2 separate regions of the Mus musculus genome follow, and region 1 is linked to region 2. A link is a contact called in public Hi-C data. All regions are on one chromosome and are shown on one strand. The core of a region is the stretch at or near the end of the contact, and the rest is flanking DNA. Distances in the headings are between cores, read along the strand shown.

The links. Hi-C and Micro-C count contacts between places; a contact is called where the count stands out from the background.
Region 1: a Hi-C map of cortical neurons shows a contact between it and region 2, with 1.9 times the contacts expected there. The contact joins the promoter of Tmem64 here to the enhancer-like site in region 2. A contact is called at or near these places in 4 of 39 promoter capture datasets (cranial neural crest, embryonic stem cells, liver and 1 more), 4 of 484 Hi-C or Micro-C datasets (the C2C12 cell line, cortical neurons and embryonic stem cells), 5 of 115 datasets of contacts at active chromatin or transcription factors (the 230-238 cell line, the SCID.adh cell line, cardiomyocytes and 1 more) and 1 of 9 other capture datasets (adipose tissue).

The regions. Positions count from the first base shown.
Region 1 is chr4:15,262,508-15,267,882 of GRCm38.p6, forward strand. It overlaps Tmem64 (transmembrane protein 64), which reads left to right and starts at 3,313. Exons shown (of 3, transcript NM_181401.3): 1 at 3,313-4,242. The coding sequence starts at 3,445. Gm51436 (a long non-coding RNA gene) reads left to right here and starts at 4,250. Exons shown (of 2, transcript XR_003955370.1): 1 at 4,250-5,375.
Region 2 is chr4:15,162,822-15,168,609 of GRCm38.p6, forward strand. No RefSeq gene overlaps it. Among named protein-coding and RNA genes, the nearest start is that of Necab1, 17 kb to the left of the region's middle. Within about 2 kb of position 4,175, at least 4 of the 459 cell types and tissues checked have an H3K27ac peak or open chromatin away from gene starts, as enhancers often do. A contact at or near this core is called in cortical neurons, where this site is marked.

The DNA of each region.
Region 1 (5,375 bases), core at 2,063-4,562, 99 kb after region 2:
AAATCTGATTGGTTAATTATAAGGTTCAAGAGTTTTGCTTTACTTGGTTACTGGTATGTGGGACTTCTGATGGCAGAGAGGGAACTAGAGGCTCCAGGGACAAGTGAGCCAGATGCTGGGGGTGGGGGGTGCGGCTGGAGAGAGTTGATGGTGGCAGGAGCTCCAGAAGCCTGTTGGCCCCTCTGGGGAGTTGGCGGGTTGAGAGAAGCAGGAGCTCAGAGAATTGACAGGTTCATTTTTTAATATTTCCTGAAACACAAGCAAACCAAAAACTTTATATTATAAATAAACAAAAAAACCTATTCCACTATACCATTCCTGGATGAATATACCCAAAGGACACTGTAATGTACTATGGAGGTACTTGCATATTCACGTTTATGGCTGCTAAGAAATGGAACCTTCCTATAAACATACTAAGGAAAAGAATAGATCCAGAAAATGTGTTACATATGTGATACATAAACATAAGCAATTTTTCTTCAGCTCCAATGAACTTATGACGTTGTAGAAATAAAGATGTAACACATCTTTTTTTTTTTTTTTTTTTGGTTTTTCGAGACAGGGTTTCTCTGTGTAACCCTGGCTGTCTTGGAACTCACTCTGTAGACCAGGCTGGCCTTGAACTCAGAGATCTGCCTGCCTCTGCCTCCCAAGTGCTGGGATTAAAGGCGTGCGGCACCACTGCCCTGCTGTAACACATCTTTTAAGTAAACTAAACCAGACTCAAAGACTTACTCTCACATATGTGAAACCATGTATGTGTGTGTGTGTGTGTGTGTGTGTGTGTGTGTGTGTGTGTGTGTTGAACTACAAAGTCAGAGGTCTGAAGGAAGCAGGGAAGAGTGAAAGAGATGGTTACAGAATATACAAATTGTTACATGAATGAAGAAGGGAATTAAGCGGGAAGGAGACTATTAAGAGTGGGTCAGGGGGAGAGGAAGACAATAGGAGAGTGGGGCAATAAGAACAAATTATGTATTAAAACTCCATAATGAACACATGACTTGGGAGGTTAACCTAAAATTCAAAGTCTGTCAGGTATTCTAGGAAGCTAGGTTATCCGGCCTCACCAGACAATAAAAATGGCAACTTCCACAGTGTCTTTAGTTGGGGAAGACAGACAGTGAAGGATAAAATACACAGGGAAATCTCAGGCAGGGCTTGTGCTAGGAGAAAAGTACCACAGCTCTTTGGCAGGCAGACTGGTCCTTCAGATGAGAGTCATCAGGGCTGTCATCTTTGAACAGAGGCCTGCAGAGCTTAATATGAGTAAGGAAAGGGAAACTAGACTTTCTAAGAGACAAGGGAAGACTATTCACCAGAGAGAGGTCAGCAGAGGTAGAGTGTGAACAACCTCAAGTAGGAGACTTGCGAATGCAAGAGAGAGCTAGGAGGCCAGTGTGCTAGTGTGGGAAGGGCAAGGGCAGTGAGGTAGGGATGGCAGCCAGGTGAGGTCATAAACACCTTTGTAGGCCAGGGGAGAGAGTTAATATTTTCCCATAAGGGTTTTAGGCTGATCATGCTGTGTAATGCAGCAAGGCAAGCCTCCTTTCCCATTGTAAAATGTAATCTTCATAATTCTACAAGAAATAAATTCTAGTGGCACAAGAGTGGAAACGTCCAGTTACAGTTTACACTGCAGTGGCCAGAGCACTGTGCCCAGTGGACACAGATGGTTATCTTGGATAGGCATGTGCTGCATAAATATGGGTGAACTGATCCAAGACTGGCCTGTGCAGAGCGCTGGCAGCCCAAGAGCTGGCTCAGAGCTAAGGGCTCCGCATCTGGATTTTAGTCTGCAATGTGAACTGGAAGCGAACACAAGGCTTCTGTACGGTATGGGAGTAAATGACAGAGCAGAAACGGAAATAGGAGTGCCTAGATGATGATGATGATCATCATCATAAAATATTAAGTAATATTTCGGCAGTCTTTCGGATTCTCTTCACAAGGTCCAAGTAGCATATTGATGCCTCAAGGTTTAATTTCTCAGACTTATTCTCATTCACACCAGTCAGAAGTGATGATATCACAGTGCCCTGATAATATAACTCTCACATGTCCGTGGTTTTTCTTCTCACTCATTTATATACTTCCATCAAGAAGTAACTGGGATTCTTACTCTTCACTCTGTGGAACACCAATAATTGACAATGGCAAAGAGAGAAAGGATTTTGGAAGGTTCCTAAAGCATCTAAAAGCTAGTCACAAGTCACTTGGCAGAATATATCGTGGAGACTGACCCAAACACGAGGCCTGGACATAGAAGTCAGCCTACTATGACCGAGTAGAGAATACAGGGAATATTTAGTACACCTACTACTATTCAGTCATCCATAACCATGGTCTTAACGGTTGCCTGTGTATCAATGTCAAAATTTCTAGGAGTGATAATTCATGTCAACGCCATATTCCTATTTTCAAACATCCACTGGAATGCCACTTTTGGGTGGATATCATGGACATCTCAACTCTGATGCATCAACTTCATTTGTACATAGTTGTAATATTTTCCTTAAGTCAATGGCTTTCTTCTATCTACTATCTCAGATAAGAACTCTAGCTAACATCTTTGATTCCTTACCTTGCTCTCCTAGCACTGGGTCAGTCATAAGTCTATACATAGCTCGTGAAAGGGCTGGTAACAGCAACCCTTTTTATAAAGGTCTTTTGAGGAATCTTTTCCACTCTACGCAGCACAGTGCTTGGCATTCAGGAAAGGACTAGGGTCTAGAAGGCACATTCTCTGAAGAGTGGCTCTTCACAACCAATTCCCTGGGCTCCTAAACAACCGAGTTATCTAGAAGCCACTGGGAGACTTTGCTCTCTGGGATGGTACAATTATCCTCCTACGAACAGATAAGAACTCCTCCCCTAAAGTCGCCAGACAGCTTTTGGGGGAGAGCGACACCCCACTGCTGGTTTGCAGGAAAGGTCAATCAGAAGCCAAAGAGAGGCACTTGGCAAGAGTCCCAGCAGCTGCGGCCAAGGGTCTTTGACACGCAGGCACGCGCGCGCCCGTGGAAGCTGAGAGCGCGCAGCCCCGGGTCCCCTTTCCGCTTCCCGTGGCCTCCCTCCGCCTCACTCTTCTGCCCCGGGCAGCCGAGGCCTCCGTTGCCTGAGAGACGCGGGTACCTCGCCACTCATCCGCAGCACCAGCCGGGCGTCACGGGGGCGTGACCGACCACCCAGCTATGTCTCCGCCCCCTCTGCGCGTGCCCCGCCCCTCGGGCCCAAGGGGGCGGGCTCTGCGGGCGCGGGGTCCAGACTCGACCGACTCCCGGCGGGACCGCGTCTCGACCGCCGCTGCCGCCCTTCTCCGGCCGTTCCCTCCCCGCGAGAGGACGCAGGGAGCCGAGGCCTGGCGTGCGGGGTGCCATGGAAGGCCGCAGGCGGGGGGACGCGGCGGGAGTGGAGACACTGGCCGGCTGAGGCCGAGGCATGCGGAACCCCGGTGGGAGCCTGCCCCACACGCTGCCCCGGGCCTTGCAGCACGCCGGTCGGACGGGAGTCGTGGAGCAGCCGGGCCGCTGGGCACCGGAGCGGACAGCGGGAGGGGACCGCTCGGAGGACCGCCTTCCCCGCGGGGGCGGGGCCAGCGCGGCGGCGGCTGCTGCTGCGGCGGCGGCCTCGGGCGCCCTGCTCGGCGCCTATCTGGAGCGCCACGGTCTGCCCGCGGCCTCGGACTTGCCGGCGCCGGCCGGGGCGTTGGCAGGCGGCCCCGGGAGCGGCGGCGGCGTGGTGGTCGGGGTGGCCGAGGTGAGAAACTGGCGCTGCTGCTGCCTCGGCAGCACCTGTTGGTGCCGGAGCCTCGTGCTGGTGTGCGTGCTGGCCGCCCTGTGCTTCGCTTCCCTGGCCCTGGTCCGCCGCTACCTGCAGCACCTCCTGCTCTGGGTGGAGAGCCTCGACTCGCTGCTCGGTGTCCTGCTCTTCGTCGTGGGCTTCATCGTGGTCTCCTTCCCCTGCGGTTGGGGCTACATCGTGCTTAATGTGGCGGCCGGCTACCTGTACGGCTTCGTGCTAGGCATGGGGCTCATGGTGGTGGGCGTCCTCATTGGCACCTTTATCGCTCATGTGGTCTGCAAGCGGCTACTCACCGCCTGGGTGGCTGCCAGGATCCAGAACAGCGACAAGCTGAGCGCCGTTATCCGCGTCGTGGAGGGAGGAAGCGGCCTGAAGGTGGTGGCGCTGGCCCGGCTGACTCCCATACCTTTTGGGCTTCAGAATGCAGTGTTTTCGGTAAGTGGGGTCCCCCTGGCCCCTCCTTCTCGTGCTCTCTCCAAATTTGTCTTTTAGAGGCCTTGTGACCACCCTAGGAGGCGCTCTGTATGACAGAAGAGTCATTGACATTTTTATGGCACCCTGAAAAAAATTACACTACAAATTCATATAACACAGCCCCTTGGAAGACCTGATAAAGAACTATCCCCCCCCCCCCCCCCCGTGCGTGTGTTTGTGTATGAGTTTGATAAAAAAAAAGTACTTTGGTAGCTCTTGAGCCATAAAGCTTTGTGACTTGACTTCCCCAGCTTTCTCTCTGCCCTGCATAAATGCAGCAGGGTTCAGATTCAGGTTTCTGGTTATATTGGAGCATGGATCGCTTTTGTTTTTAACAGTGGAGGAGGAGACAGCAGTAGACCCCAAGTTCTTGGAGTTTCCTAAATTTGTAGTAAGCTTCTTAAAAGTAGTTTGCTGTCTTGGAAAAGCTGAGAATCCTGTTTATCTTTGTTTAGAACTCTATTTGAAGTCACCTGGGTGGTTCATAAAAACAAAATGAGCACCGGCTCTTCTTACACACATTATCTAAAGACTCTTGCACTTATGGTCAGAGGTTTAGTTTATTCTGTGTAGGCTTCTATAGCGAGGATGCACCTGAGTTAAAGGTATAAATCATTGCTGGTGAGGTGGCAACCACTTGATGGGAACTTTATGGCCTTAGGACAAATTATGAAACCTAATCCGACTATGTTTTGTTTTCTAGCCCAGGCTATCCTAGAACTCACTGAGTAGCTCAGGCTGACCCTAGACTGGCAGTGATTCTCCTGCCTCAACCTCCCTTAGTGCTGTATTACAAACATGAATCCCCATGCCCAGCTTTGACTTTCCAGAAAAAAGACTGAATGGGTTTCCCACATTCAGTGATTGCACATTAGAGTTCATACCTGAGATTCCCAGGTATGCACCCGTCAACTGAAAGGAAACTGCATGTATTGAGAGATAGCAGTAAGTTTGGCCTCAGCCTTTCTCAGCTTTTATTGTTTCATGTTGTGAAATATGAACATAAACTTTGATCAGCCTTATAATAGATCAGCTGTACCAAGGCTTGGAAATATGATGGAGGATTAGGAGCATGTATAGTTTTAATTCTGGTG
Region 2 (5,788 bases), core at 2,925-5,424:
AATGGAGCTCTGCCATACTGAAAGCCAGTGCACAGCTTGAAGTGCTGCTTCCTAAAAGGATGAGATAATAAAGTACTAAAGACTGCTCTAACGCAGACTAATCAGATTTCAAATGATTCTGAGCAGTGAGCATGTCATCTATGTAGCCAATAGCACAGACTCATGCTTTTACACACACACACACACACACACACACACACACACACACACAGTCACAAATGGAAAACAGTCCAGTTATGACACCTGATATGATTTTTCAAATTTATTAATGTTTTTTTAAAAAGGCTAAGTCCTCTAGAATTAAGAATTCAACTATACCATAGAAAATAGTAGTTCCCAATCCTTTCCCCATGGAGACCAGCAGACATTTATGGCCTAATACATAGCTCATTTATTTTGAAAGTTATTTAATATTATCTATAACACAGAGCAACTCTACACATGATCACATTCCCTCTACTGACACTGTACAATCAACGAATGGTAGTCAGAAAATAAACATAGAACTGTCTTGCAAGGTCACACAGTTGAGCCAGGGACTTTATAGACTTGTCCACTGCTCACTTTTCCAATACCTGAGAATAAAATAAGAAGAGGCATACTTAGTGGTTGAAAGAGTCTTCACCTATTTTCCTTTTTGCCTAGGGAAGGAGTGTTGTTAGGACTGGAAAGGCTAAGTAGAGTTCCTGAACACTTCTGTCTTAGAATCTAAACACATAACTTGGATGATAATGCCCCCTCCCCAATTCCTAATCCATAGACTATCTAATAAAAACCCCAGTGTTAATCATGGGGTTAAGTTGTTGGTCAGAGAAATCCAAGAGAATCCCAAAACAATATTGCCATTCACCTTGGCTGCCACAAGTCACCTAAGATAAGACCCCGTTGCTGAGGACACCAAACACTTGGAACACAGGACGTGGGGTGATCAAGCTAGATGTGATCTGGAAGCTTTCTCCCTGAGGATTATCCTTCGCAGTATCCAAAGGTGTTATATAACCTGCCAAGAGAGAGAAACAGCTACAAAGCCTATGAACCCCAACAGTGGCTGGCTTGGCAATTGTGGCAGTTTTATCTTGGGGGTAAAAAAATGCAGGCATTTAACTGGACTTAGGGCCCTTCACCAAGGAGAAATGTAAGCCCGGGAACTTACATTTCCCAGAAATGTATCCAGTGTCAACCTCGCTCACTACCCTTGGCTGATAAGGTGTGGATGCTCAAGAAGGATCTACTCCTACTTTCCTAAAGGAGGATACGCTATAACTACATTTGGAATACATATCCTTACATCCACAGATAAGTGTAACCTTTATCCCCCATCAAGCTTCGTTTTGCAAAAAACAGAAACCATCACAGAAAGCCACAACTGGTCCACAGGCAGATAATTGACTGTGGGGTGTCCAAGATCAACTGATAGATCTAAAACACAGCCCCTACTCCTAAGGCTCAGAGAATATCACAGAGGAGGATACAGAAAGACTGTAAGGGCCTGAGGACTAGGACATCTGTGAGGTAGTGCCTTCTAGATAGGACAGAGAAGTTGTGCATATTAAATCTCAGCCAAACCTGCACAATAACACCAGTTGACATGGCAATGCTACTGGAGGAATCTCATAAGATACCATTGCTTGATAAAGAGTGTCAAGCAATTAAGGACTCCCAAGACGGGGAAAAATACCTCTAATAGGTTATCCAGTGTCAAGTGATGAGCCACAGACAGATGTACATATTAGTGACAGTAAAGGGGCCCAATAAGTTGTATAAATGCATATGTTGTGTGTACATACGCATTTTGTAAAATTTAAAATCAAGGGGTTACACATTTGAAAGGAAATTAGGCTAATGGGTAGAGTTGGAGGGAGGAAAAGGAAGAGAGAAATTATATAAATATAGTTCTCATACATGAAATTCTCAAATAAATAAAACATTTTTAAAATGCAAATGCAACATCACACGAGTCAGTTGCGGGATTAGTGACACTCTCAAAAGCTCAAGATGTGTGAAAAGTGATTCCCTTCCTCCTGTCCTCATTTATTTCATTGTGGTACCGCAGTACCATCAATGATGGAATAAACTCAGAAGGAGGCTGTACCTACTGCAGATAAAGCACTAACAAATTAGACAGCCCTGATTTATTCTTGATTCTGTACTTGTCCACCTTCATATTTATACACTGGGCTTATCAAAAGTGTAATCATGGATATAATAGATGCTATATGGGCTAGTGAGACGGCTCAGTGATGAAATACACTTCCCACTTAATGTTCATTTCTACATTGTAGAGAGAGAGAGGATCAACTCTTGCAAGTTTTCCTCTAAATTCCATGCCAGCACATCTCTCTCTCTCTCTCTCTCTCTCTCTCTCTCTCTCTCTCTCTCTCTCTCTCTCTCATACACACACACACACACACACACACATGCACAGATGCATGCGCACACACTCATGCACACACACTTTCTCTAAATAAATGCAAAATTATTCAAAACTTTAAAACAGAGTATACATGAACTAAAAACACAGATCCATTTTCACTTACATTTATCTGCTTAATGCTACAGCTGAATATTCGATCAACAAAAAATGAGTTGGTTTTTTTTTCTTGAGCTCCTAGTATTTGTGTCACCTTTTAAAGGTAAAGGAAAAGAGTGGATGTAACTTAAGTGCATGTATGTTTTCTACTCTAGAAAGGATGGCAGTTTGTCCTGTGGTAGCAGCAGGGGTTACCTGTGCATATGACAATCCCTTAACTAGTACTAACCCCAGAGTATATAGCAGTAGGCATACAATGGTAGGCTCCAGGGATCCTGAAATATCCCAGTTTGTATAGTATTCTACTGGTGTGAGATGTTGTTCTTCAAGATATGTTCTATCAGTGACTTGAAATCCTTACATGACATTATATACCCAGTAACTAGAGCATATGAATTTAGGAACTAAGGCTCAGAAATGAAAAGAAGCCAGTAACAGTCAACATAAATGACTTTTTTAGGAATTTGTACTTCCTATTTTGATAACATTAAGCTGTATAGAATAATGATTCTGGTCCTCTGAGATGGAAAATTCCACCAGTAGAGTCAGTAAAAGTCTCACTAGACATAAACCTATTGCTGCTGCCTGCTGAGTTTGGGATCATTATTCAAACAAAAGAAGAGACAAAAAAAGAGATACTATGTAGATGTTCAAGAGGGAATAAGATTAATATCCTCTAAAAGGAGCAGAAAGAAATACACCCGAGATACACATGCTCTGGTGAAACCTCTATTTACAGTTTCACATTCAGTTTTGTATGAAATGGTAAGCACAGTGGCCTAGAGGAGGCCTAGCCATCGCAGGGTCTGAAGCACCGAGGATGAGGGGCTAAGTGTAACCACAGGACCAACTAGAAATGTCACTGACGGAAGGTAGTCATAGTAGGTAGAGAGAGATAGAGTGTGTTTCAGATTCTTCTTCGGGATCAACAGCAATAACAGTACTGTAATTTGTCTCACTAATCTTCTGACTGCAAGTTTACCAGCAAATTATGATTAAATCTGGGTCAGAAGAAGTTATGTGCATGTCTTGGAAACACTAAGAAGCAAGTGCATGTGACTGGTACAGGTGAGATGCAGAAGTCTCTATTCTATACCTAGATGCCTCTTGTTATTCCAATGTAACTTGTTCCAGCTGCTGTAACCTTTGATGACTGCTAAGCTCTGCTAAGAAACTCAAGCCTTAGCCAGAGATGCCTTGTTATGGACGCAGTCTCTCATTGGAAGTAACTCAAGCCCAATAACTGACAGATGCAGATATATAGTAGATAACATATTTAAAACTCTCCCATAAAAGTTCATATGTTACAGTTTTGGCTCTGGACTGGTTCATTTGGTCACTATGGTATGACTGGATCATGAAGACGCTAACATTACCAATGGATAATCCAAAAATGGGCTCATACTTTGATGCAGTTATTGTGAAGTGAAGGATAATGGAAGCTGTGGCTTATTTGCAAGAAGTAGATCACTGATGCATGTCTATGGGGTATATATCTTTTCCCCAGACCCTTCCTTGGGTGGTTTTGCTTTGTGTTTAGCATGAAGTGAGTCACTTTGTTCTGCCATTCCCTTCTGCCTTGCTGTTCTCCTTAGCAACAGAATCAGATGACCATAGGCTAAAATTAGGAGAGCAGTCACTGTGTAAATTATTTGCACAAATGTCCCCTTGAAGACTCTGTGCCTAGGAAATGCCAACAAAGACAAGGCACCATCCTGTTTGTCATCAAGGCTTCAAAATTAGTACTTTAGTAACAGAAAATCTCTCAGAATCCGGATGAGATGCTTCGTTCTTTTTAGCTTGCTGGAACTGGAACAAAATTAAAGATGAATGGGGAGCCGTTGCAGTTATAAGTATTCCTACCTTGAACAATAGAGGACTGCAAACACTGGGGGCTACATAACAATTTCAGGGCATCCAAATGTCTCCTTGAATGTGGAGGAGCAGCCCTTATAAGATAAATTGTATATTTGGGTAAAGGATGTCAAGAAGGATTAGTGCTCTCTCTTAAGAACATCCCACATACACTCCAGTGCTGTGCAGTGCAGGCAGAGGCAGCCTCTTCTCCCAGGGCATCAGTTCCATGATTATAGATTTCCAGTAATGACATGAAATAAACATTTGCACAATGCATGAATGAGTTCTAATATCCTCAATGTCAGCTCTGTGTATCTGAAATGCCTGGAGCCTGCTTATCACCATATATAATATTCATAAAGCATTTTCAATCCCTTGACAGAGGCTCTCTGCAGAAAGGAAACAGTTATCTCTCTCTCTAAAGGGTATAGGGAAGATTAATTAGTTAATTTCTTAAAGTGCTTTAGGGATGAAGTTTCTTTGCTCAAACTAATTATGAATATCGCAATGTGTCCATGCTGTAAACCCATACTTCCGAAGCTACACAGAACTGATTTTTATTAATATAAGGAGTACTTAGATACGCCATTACTTTCTTACACCACCATGACTACTTTGTAGTTGAATGTGTAGGCTTAAGAATAACTTTAGATCACTGAGACAACTCGAATCTGGTTATACAATCAAGCAATTTGCATGACTCCTCATTTGGGACCCATTCAATAATGCAGACTTTGTCTATTGTCATTTAAAACATATTGAATATAGAATTTAATATTCTTTCACATATACCAGTTAGGAGTTTTTACAAAAATCTCATTTACCAAATAACAGGGCCCAGTCTGTGAAACTAAATCATATAATGCATATGTAGGTTTAGCAAAGCACCTGCCTTCTTGTTAGCATTCAGTACTCATTAACAGACATGGGTTGCAGAAGATTGATCAGAAATGTGAGGCTAAAATAGTCTTCCACTGTGATGGTTTATATATTCTTGGACCAGGGAGTGGCACCATTTGGAGGTATGGCCTTGTTGGAATAGGTGTGACCTGGTTGGAGTAGGTGTGTCACTGTGGGTGTGGGAATAAGATCCTCACCCTAGTTGCCTGGAAGTCAGTCTTCTACTAGCAGCCTTTGGATGAAGATGTAGAGCTCTCAGCTCTGCCTGTGCCATGCTGGCCTGGATACTGCCATGCTCCCACCTTGTTGATAATAGACTGAACCTCTGAACCTGTAAGCCAGCCCCAATTAAATGTTGTTTTTTTATAAGACTTGCCTTGGTCATTGTGTCTGCTCAAAGCAGTAAAACACTAACTAAGACACCCACTATTCAGTATTTCTTCACTCATTGGAGACACGTTTTTCTGTTCTATTGCACAAACCTCCTAACAGGCCTCTGAA